Linked DNA regions of Mus musculus: region 2 is linked to region 1. The links are chromatin contacts, called in public Micro-C maps. All regions are on one chromosome and are shown on one strand. The core of a region is the stretch at or near the end of the contact, and the rest is flanking DNA. Distances in the headings are between cores, read along the strand shown.

The links. Hi-C and Micro-C count contacts between places; a contact is called where the count stands out from the background.
Region 2: a Micro-C map of embryonic fibroblasts shows a contact between it and region 1, with 4 times the contacts expected there. The contact joins two enhancer-like sites. A contact is called at or near these places in 9 of 484 Hi-C or Micro-C datasets (the G1E-ER4 cell line, adipose-derived mesenchymal stem cells, bone marrow-derived macrophages and 4 more) and 2 of 115 datasets of contacts at active chromatin or transcription factors (astrocytes and bone marrow-derived dendritic cells).

Annotation. Positions count from the first base shown.
Region 1 is chr13:108,388,122-108,395,073 of GRCm38.p6, reverse strand. Depdc1b (DEP domain containing 1B) reads right to left here. Exons shown (of 11, transcript NM_178683.4): 11 at 5,517-6,533. The coding sequence ends at 6,372. Among named protein-coding and RNA genes, the nearest start is that of Gm41056, 10 kb to the left of the region's middle. Within about 2 kb of position 4,308, at least 10 of the 459 cell types and tissues checked have an H3K27ac peak or open chromatin away from gene starts, as enhancers often do. A contact at or near this core is called in embryonic fibroblasts, where this site is marked.
Region 2 is chr13:108,810,362-108,817,313 of GRCm38.p6, reverse strand. All of the region lies in intron 1 of Pde4d (phosphodiesterase 4D, cAMP specific), which reads right to left. Among named protein-coding and RNA genes, the nearest start is that of Pde4d, 160 kb to the right of the region's middle. Within about 2 kb of position 4,078, at least 14 of the 459 cell types and tissues checked have an H3K27ac peak or open chromatin away from gene starts, as enhancers often do. A contact at or near this core is called in embryonic fibroblasts, where this site is marked.

The DNA.
Region 1 (6,952 bases), core at 3,059-5,558:
GAGACGGAGTTTGGAGCTGAGATGAAAGGATGGACCATGTAGAGACTGCCATAGCCAGGGATCCACCCCATAATCAGCATCCAAACGCTGACACCATTGCATACACTAGCAAGATTTTATTGAAAGGACGCAGATGTAGCTGTCTCTTGTGAGACTATGCCGGGGCCCAGCAAACACAGAAGTGGATGCTCACAGTCAGCTAATGGATGGATCATAGGGCTCCCAATGGAGGAGCTAGAGAAAGTAGCAAAGGAGCTAAAGGGATCTGCAACCCTATAGGTGGAACAACATTATGAGCTAACCAGTACCCCGGAGCTCTTGACTCTAGCTGCATATATATCAAAAGATGGCCTAGTCGGCCATCACTGGAAAGAGAGGCCCATTGGACTTGCAAACTTTATATGCCCCAGTACAGGGGAATACCAGGGCCAAAAAGGGGGAGTGGGTGGGCAGGGGAGTGGGGGTGGGTGGATATGGGGGACTTTTGGTATAGCATTGGAAATGTAAATGAGTTAAATACCTAATAAAAAATGGAAAAAAAAAAAAAAAAAAAGAAAGTGGAGAAGAGCCTTGAGCACATGGTCACAGGGGTAATTTCCTGAACAGAACACCAGTAGCTTATCCTTTAAGATCAAGAATTGACAAGTGGGACTTCATAAAATTTCAAAGCTTCTGTAAGGCAGAGGACACTGTCAATAGGACAAAATGGCAACCAACAGATTGGGAAAAGATCTTTACCGACATTTTCTACAACAAAACAAACATGCACTAAACAACTAACGCAGCATCCCACAGGGTTATTAACACCTTCCCACTCTCAGTTTCTCTCCCTGAATTGGACGGTAGATTGCCTAACGGTGAGTTAGGCAAACCCTGAAACATTAAAGTCCTGAGTATTCCTCATTCTGCTGAACTTATAAACGTGCCTGCTGCCTACTGAAGACAGCACCGATGCTCTTCAAACCTCAAATCATCCTGCTTTAGCTTCCTTAGGTGAGGTGATGGGCCTCCCTTTCCCCCCCACGCTGCTTTCCATCATGATGGTTCTACCACAGCAACAGAAAGCTCGGCAGGACAGCATTTCGTGAGGAAACACTGTCTAGGGTCTGTAGAGAGTTTCAACCATGAAAAGTCAAAGCTCAATCATCTAATCAAAGCCTGGCCTGATAAACTGAATACACACTTCGGGTAGGGTGGACAGGCAACAGCCTGCAAATATTTCAAAGACCCAATGACAGAAATGCTAAGGAGGGGTAGATGTAGAGAAGTGGAGACGAAATCACAAGAGACAGGAATGTAAATTGGTGCTACTGGTGGCAACCGTTTCTATCGGCCCCAAAGGAGACTAAAGGAACTCCTACATGATACAGCTAGAGCACTGCAACACAGGATTGTGAGTCAGCGAACTACCCAGATACTAGCACATCCCATGTGTACTGCCGTTTTACTCACAGTAGGTAAGATACAGACGGGACTAGACGTCTTTCAACATATAAATGTATAAAGAAAATGCGGCATGTATACATACAATGGAATTTTATTGAACTGTAAAGAAAAACAAAATTATAGCTTTCAAAGGAAAACAGTTGAAACTGTGACTATTATGTCAAGTGAAAGAGGGAAGACTGAAAGATAAAAAATGTGTTTTCTCACACATACATGGGTAGGTGTGTGTGTGTGTATGCACGCGTATGTGTAAAACATGCAAGTAGAAATGAAAGCAATCCAAACAGGGGTTAGGGAACAAGAGAAAGTGATGTTAAGTATGAAGTCATGAAAGCCATGAAAGTCATGAAAGCAGAGGGCAATTTAGGAGGAGGAAGGGAGCAAGAGAGGGAAGCAGTATTGAGGAGGAGTGAGGAAAGGAGATCAAAGAAGAGTGATTTGCATGTACAAACAAGCCACACAACCAGCACATTTCGGTTCACACTGTCAAAAAGTAAATAAGATTAAGAAATAAAAGCAAAATTTGTTGATCGGGTTGGGGGGCGGGGAGAAGGGACGAACTACAGTGTTCATAAGGGAGCACTGTGTTCCACAACATGACGTAAAATATTCACATGGAATAGAAAGGCAGGGGGATCGCATACTCAAGACTAGCCTTGGCTACACAGCAAGATAATGTCTCAAACAAATACACACACACAACATGTTAACTAAAGAATCTAGCCATGTATTAAATGTATACTATGATGTGTTGTGACTTGCGTTTGCACCACTCTCCACTCGATTCAATGCTGGATTCACTACTAGGATATGCCCCATGTGCAAGAGAAAGAAAGTTCACGGGGCTGGAGAGATGGCTTAGAGAAGGCCTTTTGCTTCACAGACTTGAGGGGCTGGGTTTAAATCCCACCACCCATATGAAAAGCTATGCCTGTTTGCAACCTCAGTGCTGGGGCGTAGGGCAGAGACAGGAGGATGCCAAGGGCTTGCTGGCTACCAGCTTTTGTCCAGGTCCAGTAAGACACATTGTCTCAAAAGAACAAGGTGGAGGGCAATGGAGAAAACAACTCAAGGTTTCCTATGGCCTCCACGACGATGCACACCTGCCAGTACCAGTGGGCATATTCTACCACACTTGCATATACATGAAAAGGTAATTTAAAAAAAAAATAAACCTTAATTTACTATGATAAAAAGTAATACACAAATACTCTAAAAGTTTTTTAGTATCCTAAAAGTTTTCCCTTTAAAATCAAGAATAGTGACAGGTGTTATCTCTGTTCAGCAATATACAGGGGCTGGGGAGTTGGGGTGGGACTTAAACATATCATTTCAATTACTGCAGTAAAAATTACACCTCAAGTTATTTATTATGAATGCATATACATATACATACATACCATATAATAGTTTCTTGTGTCTGAAAATCCAACTTAGTTCAGTCCTTTTGGCTCTTGAGTTTCTCAAAGAATGCAATTCAGCTAGGGCCAATCACCTCAAAATGGACTAAGGTAGGCCTTAAAAGCTATTGCCAGGCCTCTTATTTCCACTGGCTGTTGACTGAATGAAAAAGAGAAGAAAGGAAGGGAGGGAGGAAGGGAGGGAGGGAAGGAGGGAGGGAGGGAGGGAGGGAGGGAGGAAGGACGGAAGGACAAGACTGTTCATAGGTATGGCTGGGGAGAAGGTTTACTGTAGATAAAAGGGAGAGCATAGCCGGTGGCAGGGACATCTGGGAGAGTCCAGACTAAGCAGGACCCTGAGGCTAGGGTCATGTGAGCAAGGGCATATGAGGAGGGGGAAAGGAGAGAGCCAGACCAAGAGGCCAGGAGGGTAAAGGGTGGACCAAACAAAAGGCCCGTAGACAAAATGGCTGGGTTATATAGGGAAGGGCAGCCCAACCCCCCTCTGGAAAAGTTTAGAGTAGGGTGTGCCAACCATATCCTGTAACAGGTAGGAACTGAGGGATGTTGGAAGAGCTGGCCAGGTCTGCTTTGGTATGTTAACTAGGTTCCTCAGCCATTTGTCTGAGTTTGCGTCCTAAAACTGACAAGATGAAGCAGCTCTCCCATGCTGAGCCTCTCCTTATCCCACATTCAAGGAAAAGAGACAACATAAGCATTAGCTATCAAGCATGGCTGGAGAAAAGGCTTAACAGGGACAGGCGGGATGCTGCCAGACCTCTCAACCTGAGTTTTTCAATCCCCATGACCCACTGACTCCTGCAAGCTGCCCTCTAACTGACAGCCCTCCCGCACACACACCACACACACCACACACACCACACACACACACACACACAAATGTAATTGTTTTCAAAATTAAGAATCAGAAAACAGAGACTACTGAGAATAGCTCAAATACAAAAAAGAAAACCAAAAACTGATTATTTGCTAATCTGTAGGAAATGTAGAAAAGCAAACAAAGATGTCACACTAACTATTTAGAATTAATGAGAAAGTATAGCAAGGTCACAAACAGTCAGTAAGAAAACCCAGGTTTATAATCCATACAAACAGAAGCAAAAGAGCTTCCAGACACTTAGAATAAAAAATATATTGATACTAACATTTTTCAAAGTATTAAATACTTAGAAACAAATAATATGTAAATTTAAAAAAGTAAAGATTATCATCTACCAAAAATTAATGGTGGGTTCATGACTGGAAGGCTTGCTAACAGTGTCTTTGTTCACTTCTCTGTTACAGTGGTAAACACCATGACCCAAAACAACATGGGGAAGAAAGGGTTTCCTTACATGTCCTGGAAACACCATGAGAGGGACTGAGGGGACATCAGGGCAGGAACTGACACAGACCACAGAGGTATGCTGCTCACTGGCTTCCTCTCTGTGGCCTACTTAATTTGCTTTCTTAGACAGCCACCTGCTGGAGAGTGGAACGAACTACAGTGGGCTGGGCCCTCCCACATCAATCAGTCAATCAATCAATCAAGAAAATGCCCCAGAGACACACCCACAATACAATTTGGGGAGGCAAATCCTCAACTGAGGTTCCTGCTTTCTGGGTGAATAAAGATTATGTCAAGCTGTCAAAAACTAAGTGGCACAATTGTAAAATATAGCAGTAATCACCAAAGTGATTCAATACGCTCAAAGAGGTTCAATACACTCTAAATCATAGAATGTACGTGTATATAAATGAGAAGTAGTTAAAATTTTATAAAAATGTAAAGTCTAAGACTCCATAAACTGTACAGCTATATTAAAATCAGAGTGAAACTGTAATCAGAGAGACACCAGTATTCGCCTACACACCAAGGACTCAAACCCAACAAGGCCAGCTTTGGTGAAACCACTGAGTCAAAAAGCACACACCGATGGCGCACCTGCTAGCTGGCAGAACCACGTTGGACACTGCTGCTATGTAACATCACTGCTATACTTGACTTACAGTGTTTATACATACGAATGTCTCAAGAAGCAAGCATGAAACAGAAAGCAGTCACACAAACATCCACGCACACGCACACACACACACTCACTTCCAAATACAGCAGACAAAAGAGCTCTCCATCACAGAGCGGGACTGAGCACGACTATACTTGCTTCAACAAAATGTCCAGTCTAAGAATACTCAGTCTAAAAGTCACATTACATATCTGGAACAGGAATACTTATAAATTTTTAAATGGGCAAAATCTCTGTCAGCGATAGAAAGTACTCTGCCACAGGGGCAGATCTCCAATGCAAGAGCATACAAATCAACTCAGGGTAATTCATCTCAGAGATGTTTCAGATGTGCCACTATTTTAAAGAAGAAACAATGAAGTGAGAAGAGAGAAGAGGAGGAAGAATAGAATAGAGGAAGAAAGAAAAAGGGAGAGGCAGGGAAAAACACAGAGTCAGACAGGCAGACAGACAGACATGGGGGGACACATTTTCCTGAAGCCAATACAAAAGCCAAAAATAAACCTCACTTCCTTCATGATACACACACAGAGTGATGTGAAAACATTGGCAAAGCCATCTGAGGAGACTCCCTAACTTATCCAAATAAATAGCAAAGAAGAAAAACACAAGGCATAGTATATATATATATATATATATATATATATAAACAACTCAGTATTTATTTACATTCCATGTACTTTCAAAACAATGAAGAAGCTGAGAAAATATATTCATAAAGGACGTAATTCATCTCACTCAACCCCTTTATACTTTTCATAAAACAGACTGAATTCAGGTTTGCAGGTCTAAGGGAACCAAAGACTTCATCCAGCTCAACCTGCCGCCTTTAGCGGAGACCCGGATTGCGGGCCCGGGGGCAGATGCACACCATTCCACATCCAGCCACGCGCAGACCCAGCCCGGCATACGGGTAATCAAAGAGCGACAGGCAAATCTGCAATACAAGACACGGCAATCACAGTGCAAAACAGTTGGACTTTTCACACTAACCAAACAAACAAGAAATTAAAAAATAAAAACAAACAAACAAACAACAACCAGTGGGACTTACACAGGAGAAATCAGAATATGCACTGGGTCAGGGCTACCACAGTAACAGCACACACAGGATTGTTCTCATTCAAGTATGTACAGTATTCCTAGGCTTGGTTTTCACAGACGCACACGAGAGCAGGGGGCACACACAAGGACTTTACACACCGTGGAAAACAACAAACAGAAGGAAGGGAACGAATGTTTTACCTTTAGATTTTGTAACCTACCCAAGCCTGTTCACACCACCCCTACCCACGAGACTCACAGTCACCCACTCATTTACATCTCTACAAACAGCATCGAGATTTATCAGAATACTGACAAGGGCTCAGCACGAGGAGTCGGGCGATCGGCTGGATGCTCCGAGACTCCATATTGCAGTAGTTTACACCAGCCTTCCAGAACCTCTGCTGACTCAAACTGTCTCTGCCGCAGAGGTCTCTCAAGCTCCATCACTGCATCACATCCGGAAACTTCTAGTTCTCTGAAACGGCTGGAAGGGCTTCCTCAGTGCCCACATGAACAGCTGCGGCTTGGCCTTGGGTTTTTCAGGAAAGAGAAGTGCTTCGCTCTCTGGGGTAGGAAATCGTTCCTGGTAGACCTCAGGGTAAGATTTCTGAAACTGAATATGAGTCCACTATGAGTCCAAAGAAAAAAAGACACCAAAAAAACACAAAAATTACAGCCAAATTGAAGGAGTTCCTGGTCCCTGCTTTCCTTTGCTTTGGCTAAACTGTTTGATGCTGATGCCTGTAGCACTACCTCATCTTTCCTGCGACCCAGTCTTCAGATGAAGTTTTCCTTGTAAGGAAACCTCTCAAAACACTCCCCTATCAACTATCACTATCCCTCACTGTGAACAGCAGCCACAAGTAAGTCTGAGTTAAAATAACTTTTGTTCTACACAAGGTCTGGCCCAGCTCTGCCTTACCATCTCTCTCCTTCTCCAACACACACCGGCTACCTTCTACCCCGTGAAGAGAAGAGAGAATGCACTGGAGGGATTACCCCCACGGACGATGGAAAGGAAGGGAATGTATT
Region 2 (6,952 bases), core at 2,829-5,328, 420 kb before region 1:
GAAAGGGACAAAAGACTCTCTTTCCCTTCAGGATGCTTGAGAGAGGTACTGAATAGCAATAATAGTCTTGATGTTTGCCAGCTTTAGTTGTTTTCTTGCCTCGTAAATCCACTTGTGGTCAATGCAGATGGGAACGACACAGAGAGGAAAGTAGATCTGAGCATGATTGAACCCTCAGGTCACATATACACAACGGTGCTGTCATACTCAGGTGACATAAACACATAAACACAAGGGGTTATGGTTCTTCCTCTGATTCTAGAATCTACCTTTCTTGCTGAAATCTTTCTTGAGATAATAGGCTCCTGTCATTGGAACAAGCAATTTCTAACCAATAAATTGGATTCTGGGAGATCAAGAAGTCTTCAAGGATTAAATACATTTCATAATTCACATGCTTAATAATTGGAAAAAAAGAGAGCACATGAAGAAGGCATTCATGGGGTCCAATGTATTTCTCAGGTAAGCACCGCTATGTATTTCCATTAACAAGGAGCCTAGGAGAAAGTAGGTTTTAAGGAGCTAGCCAAGTGAAAAGCACCTAGAGTCTTTCTCCTTCCTTACAGCTGTATGAAGTATTTCGCCTCCTGTAACTAACCTAAAACTCCACTGTAGTCTGTTAAGGGCATAAAAATTTCAGAGGGAAGATTTACTTTTAGTTTATTTCTCTGTTTCCTACCTGCTTACAGAGAGAAACACAAAAAGTTATATTTAGTAAAAGTAGTAACATCTGTTAATAAAATGAAAAAATTACTTCAATATTGCACAAAGGAAAGAAGGAAGGAAGGAAGGAAGGAAGGAAGGAAGGAAGGAAGGAAGGAAGGAAATAGATCAGTCATTAGGTGCTATGGGAAGGGTGTGACTAGACTCACTGGAAGCATGCTTACCTGGTGTGTGTGCACTTTGGCTAAATCTTCAATATCACAAAAGAAAAAGAGAAATCAATAATAAAAGAAACCCAAGCAACAGACAATTAGAATATAGTTATAAATTTGATATATTTCCCACATATATATCAGAATGTACAAAGGCAATAAATAGCAAAACACATTGAATCATACTTCATAAAATAAGTTTCCATATTTAGCATCACTGTTCTTCAAAGAATCAGAAATAAAAACTATAATGAGATGCTAACACAACTCATCATGTCAACTAAAATATCATATATCAGAACAAATGCTGAAACACCAGGGCCCTCATTCATGGCTTGTGGGAATGAAAGTTAACACTACCACTTTGAAACCCTTCCCCAGCAATTATTGAAGCTAAAGTATGAGCCAACAATCACAGTTCTAGCTACAGTGACTAAAAACATTATGACTAAATGTGAGTATTGAGAACTACAGCAGTTCATAGTAACAGAGAAATGAAAATTGATCAAATACACATGACAAACAGAATGACACATCCATTCAATGGAATATTTTAATCATAGTCATATATATATTGTACATGGTATACTATATTATAGATAATGCATTACATATTATATATGAACTATATATCATATATTATACAATAATCATATACCATATATAATTTATATTATAATCTATGCTTATATATGTGTGTGTGTGTGTGTGTGTGTGTACACATGCAAGAATAGAAAATCCTTCACAAAACTAGTAACATATGGTTCAATCCAATAAGCTATATACAGTGCACAATTCCATTTCCATAAGGTGAAAGAAGAGGCAAAATCAAGCTGTGGTAGAAGTCAGAGACAAGGTTACCTCCAGATGGATATAACTGGACTAGGGAGAGACAGTAAAATAAGACTATTTTAAAACGTCATCTTAAAACCAAAATGATCTAGGTGGTAGTTGCACAAATTTGCACATGGGTAAAAATTCACCAAGTTGTACACTTAAGGTTCATATTCATTTTTATCATATCTTATTATTTAGAAAATCATCTTTCCAAACTCAAAACCAGAAAACTAAAGGGAATGGAGTTTGTTCTAGTTAAGTGGAGTGTCTGAGGAATGCCACCACAAAGTCTGGATTTCTGCCTAGGCAAGTCATACAACAGAGAGTCTACAAAACACTTATTTAAGGGTTGTCTGGGGACCAGAGGAGATGAAGTAATAAGCAGAAGATTTAACACACTGGTAAATCGCCTTTCTTGATCAATAAAATCACAACTGCGGATTTACAGGTTCCTTTAAAACTAAGAGAAAATAAAGCCTCTCTCAGCCTTACATGTCCTCTCTGAGAGCTACACTAGGGTCTGAGTGCTGTGTTATTGCATTATTATTTAATTGTAGAAATACATCCACCTCTTCCCAAAGCATCCTCAAATAATTATATTTTCTCTTATTTTCAAATTACCTTAGAAAACGGCACACATGACAGAGCATTAATGTAATAGCACACAGCAGGCTTATTGTTTTTTTAGCTAATGATTAAAGTACAATACGCATGGCAAAAAGCATGTCTAGGAGAATATATAGTCACAAATTCCATCCAGTCTCTCTCCAAGGCTCTGGCATGCTAACCTTGTCAACCCAATTAGATAGTTCCCCATTTCCAAAGCAACAGAGAAGCAAAGTAAACATATCATTATAAAAGACAGGCAAGAGTTAGCTTCCCAAAGAATTGGTCATTCAAAAAAAAAAAGAATGTTTTTTTGTTTGTTTGTTTTTGTTTTTGTCAATTTGTTTTGAACAGTGACATTTGCCACTGGCATATTCTGTTCTGTGGTCTTTCGTTGATGTAATCTGATGACTATTGTTGAACATTGAGTGGGAGCATGGGAACGGACCTTGGAGTCGCCTCGCTCAGCTTCCTCATTCATAGAGGGAGAAAACTGTATACTCAAAGGCTTTATTCACTCTTTGTTAGTACAATACTTAGGATACACCTATGTATCTTTATGATGTAATTCAGAATCAATCTGTGAGCTTTAATCCTTCAAGGAACTTCACAGAGGCAGTTTTAATTTATAAACTGCAACGAACCTTCCATTTCAACTGCACATCCACTGAAGGGTTGGCCTGGTCCTGACCAGGTTGCAGACCAGATTGTCCTACCCACCCCGCCAAAATAATGGAGGTCTAAACAAAAGCAGAAGCTTAAAGGAGGATGGGGGAGGACATTTTTTTAAAAAATGGGAGTAGGACCCACAACATGAATTGGAAAAAAGCAACTTCATAGAGCAGGTAGTACACTTTTCCTTCTCTGCAGAAGCCAGAGGGGAATAGAAAGGCTTGAAACTGAAGAGGAACTCCTAGGACAGTAGAAATCAGAACTGGGGAAAGAGGAAGACTATGAGCAAAGTGCATTTGCATATATGGAAATGAGGTGATGAACCTCCTGACTTTTACAATATATACAGACTTAAAAGAAATAAAACAGAGAAACAAATAGATACCTAAGTAATGGATGAGCCCAAGTCCTATGCTGCCTGGCTGGGAGCAGGTTGTGACCGTCTTCAATCTCATTTCCTGCCTGCTCTCATTCACATTTTCCAAATGGATCTTTATGGTGGCTAAAAGACTCTTCAAACAATACACGGTTTGTCCTCCAATACACCTCATTGCCTGCCTTATTGGCTTCTCTAGAAGCAGACACTAAGACAAAAGCCCCCTGTGAAGGTGAGTATAACCATCAGCTCCCGGGGAAACTCGGGGCAGAAAGTAAAAGGAATGTTGTCCAGGAAAAGATTCAGGGTCGAGGCATGCCCACAGTGGGAGTCTCCTCCTTGCCACCGAGGAAGTGTCTACAGACACTGTAAGTTATTTTTCTCCAAGGTGTGGTTTGCAAACCGCTGTGGTCTCTGTGCTACTAGTCCCTGATAGACCACGGAGCTTACAGCCATGTCACAGTGTGGTGTTTATTTCAGCTGCCACTTCTCATGGAGAATCATCTCTCTTGTAAGAAAGCAGCATGAAGATGTACATTCTGGCTCAAGCTCACCTTGCCCTTGACGTTGTAGATAAGTTTGCACCTCGGTTTCCTTGAAAAATACTAGTACAGCCTGTACTTGAGAATTATCCTGGCCAGGGGAGAGCAAGCTGGATAATTCACACCCCATTATCCTGAGTCATTACTTAAGAAATGTGCGTCTGGGGCAGGAGCTGAGGAGATGGCTCAGCAGTTAAGAGTCCTGGCTGCTCTTTCCATAGAACCTGCTGAGTTTAATTCCCATAACTCACATGGTGGCTCACTGCCAACTGGAACTCCAGTCTCAGAGAGAACTAATGCCCTCTTCTGGCCTTTGCAGACACAGCATGTTCGCGTGCACAGTCATGTGTAGGCAAAACAGTCACACACAGAATATGACAAATGAATTGTGTAGGGCTTTGACATGAAAGATTGCAGGTCTTCAACAGTCCTACAGCACACATTACATATCTTCAATTACATGAAACTTTTCTTTTCATTTTCTGAATGGAGATATACCAACTCCTCCCTTTCTTGTTTACGGGGGGTTTTCTTGTTGGTAGCATATGGCACTGCACTCAATTTGATGGAAATAAAAAGGGTGTTTCTTCCTAGCAGTACATGGAGGCAACAACGAAGCATTCTGAGTTAAACTAGAAACATTATAATGTAAGTCATGAAGTCTCTTACTTGAAGAGAGCCTTTGATGACCTAGCTTACAAAGGCATGCCTAGGCCCTGGGTTCCATCACAATGAACTGTGGTGACAGACCTATCAATGACACTCAGCATTATGATGAAACAGGCATATTAGGAGTTGAAGAGATGACTGGTAACTGAGGAAGAACCGGATGAGATTCTGAAGTATGCATATGGATGCAAACGGATGTCACAGGATTTCCAGCTTTTAGAGGCATCTTTCACAGAACTTTGCTGACAGTTTTTCTACTGTACCTCTGTCCTGGCCTATCCTACCTTGCTTTTACTGTTGCTGTGATAAACAGTCTCCAAAAGCAACTTGAAAAGGGTTTTATTTCTCCTTACATATCCAGATGACAGTCCATCCCCAGAAGGACTGTCTTCCTGAGGGCAGGAAGTCAATGTAGGAACTTGGAAGCAAAAGTTGAAGTAGTAGTGGGTGAAGACCTCACCATCAATCATTAACCATGAACATGCCCACAGACATGACCACAGGCTACTCTGATGGAGTCTGCTTCCTTAACTGAGATTCCCCCCAACCCATGGGAATCTAGTTTGGGTCAAATCAACAAGACAGATGCAAGGCCTCACAGTAGTGATATAATTTGATGTTTAATTCCTAGATTCCTTGCATGCTCAAACAGACACATGGGTTATGATCAGAACAAATGAATCTATATCTAGTGGGAAATAATAAATGTATCTAGAAGAGATGGGCTAATAAGGTAATGAGCATAGTCTAGTTGGATTACTGGCTGTATTTCACAAATTTAACATGACAGGTATTCATTTGATAAGCAGTGAACTCACACCAAAATTAAATAAATAGAATGCTTCACTTTTTGTTATTATATCTAATACTTATGCTTTCTTAGTTGCAAAATAGCAACTTCATCATCTCAACCTATTTTCCAGATAAGCCTCACAATCTTCTGTCATATAGAAACTTTCCTAGTGAAATCAAGAATCGGCTTTCCTCTGTCTTCTCTCTGGGTAAAAACTACACTGTATAGCCCTAAGAACATGGATTAAGATAATACTGAATCGCATTTTCAGCCTCCATTTGTCTAAGCTAATGTCTAACACTGAAGAATAAGAGGGAAGCTCTTAACCTGTGGGTCATGACCCCCTTAGCAAACGTCTATTTCCAAAAATATTTCCATTGTAACTCATAACAGATGCAAAATTACAGCCATGAAGTACCAGCAAAAGTAGTCTTATGGTTGGGGGAAACTGTAACATGAACTGTACTAAACGGTCACAGCATTAGGAAGGTTGAGAACCACTTCTCTAGGTATCAAGTAGACTTAAGAAAACATGTTTCCTGTTCTCAGCCAAGCAAGGCATGCAAAAACTAATGGCTCGGTATGAGCATCACTTGGGAGTCCAATTGTCAACCACTGGGCTGACTGCCTTTTTTCTGGCTGACTTGCAATCACTTGGTGGTATTGGACTGGTGGTTGGATGGATTTGGAAGTCCAATGTAGTTTTGTTCACATACCTATGGTCTTGGTGGGGATGGATGAAGATGGGCCTTCTTTGACCCTCTTCTTGCAGTATTGTAACCTGCCTAGCAGGCTCCCACACACACTGATCAAACTTCTCTCACAAGTCTATCTCTCCCCTGAGGGACTATTCTAAGAGATTGCAGTGAGGTCTATAAGACTTACCAGCCTGTTTTTAAAGTTAAACCTGCTCACTCTGTTCGCCAAGCACAAGTCTGAGTGCAAGAAAAAAAAAATCCCAGCAAGTTTTGTCTAAGCTTCTCTAATGACCCTAAAATATCTAATGAAGCTGTCTCAAAGTCAAGCTGAGAGAACTGAAGCTTGAATGAATGAATGAATGAATGAATGAGTGAATGGTGAACCAATATATACTTAGCATTTATAACGGTGCTTTGGAACATTCATATTCTCATACACACACTGCCCCCCTCCATGATCTACTGAAGTTGCCCTTCTCTGACACATAGAGACTAGTATATCTCAGAAAATCTAAGAGTGGGACTGTGAGATGGCTAAGTGGGTAAGGACACATGTTCTGCGAACAGGAAGACCTCTGTTTAAACACCCAGGACCTCTGTAAAGAAATTCTGTAACCCTTGTAATCTCAGAGATAGAAGGCAGAGACAGGTGGGTTCAGGGAATTCACTAAATAGCCAGTTCTGTCTCAAGGCAGTAAGGCAAGAAGAATAGAATGTATACCTAAACCCTCCATAACTCAATGAAGACAGTAAGGCAGGAGCAATAGAAGAAGACACCCAACATGCACCCAAGCCGATCACATGCATGTGTCATGGACACACACACACACACACACACACACACACACACACACACGAAGGAAAGGAGGACAAAAAAAGTACAG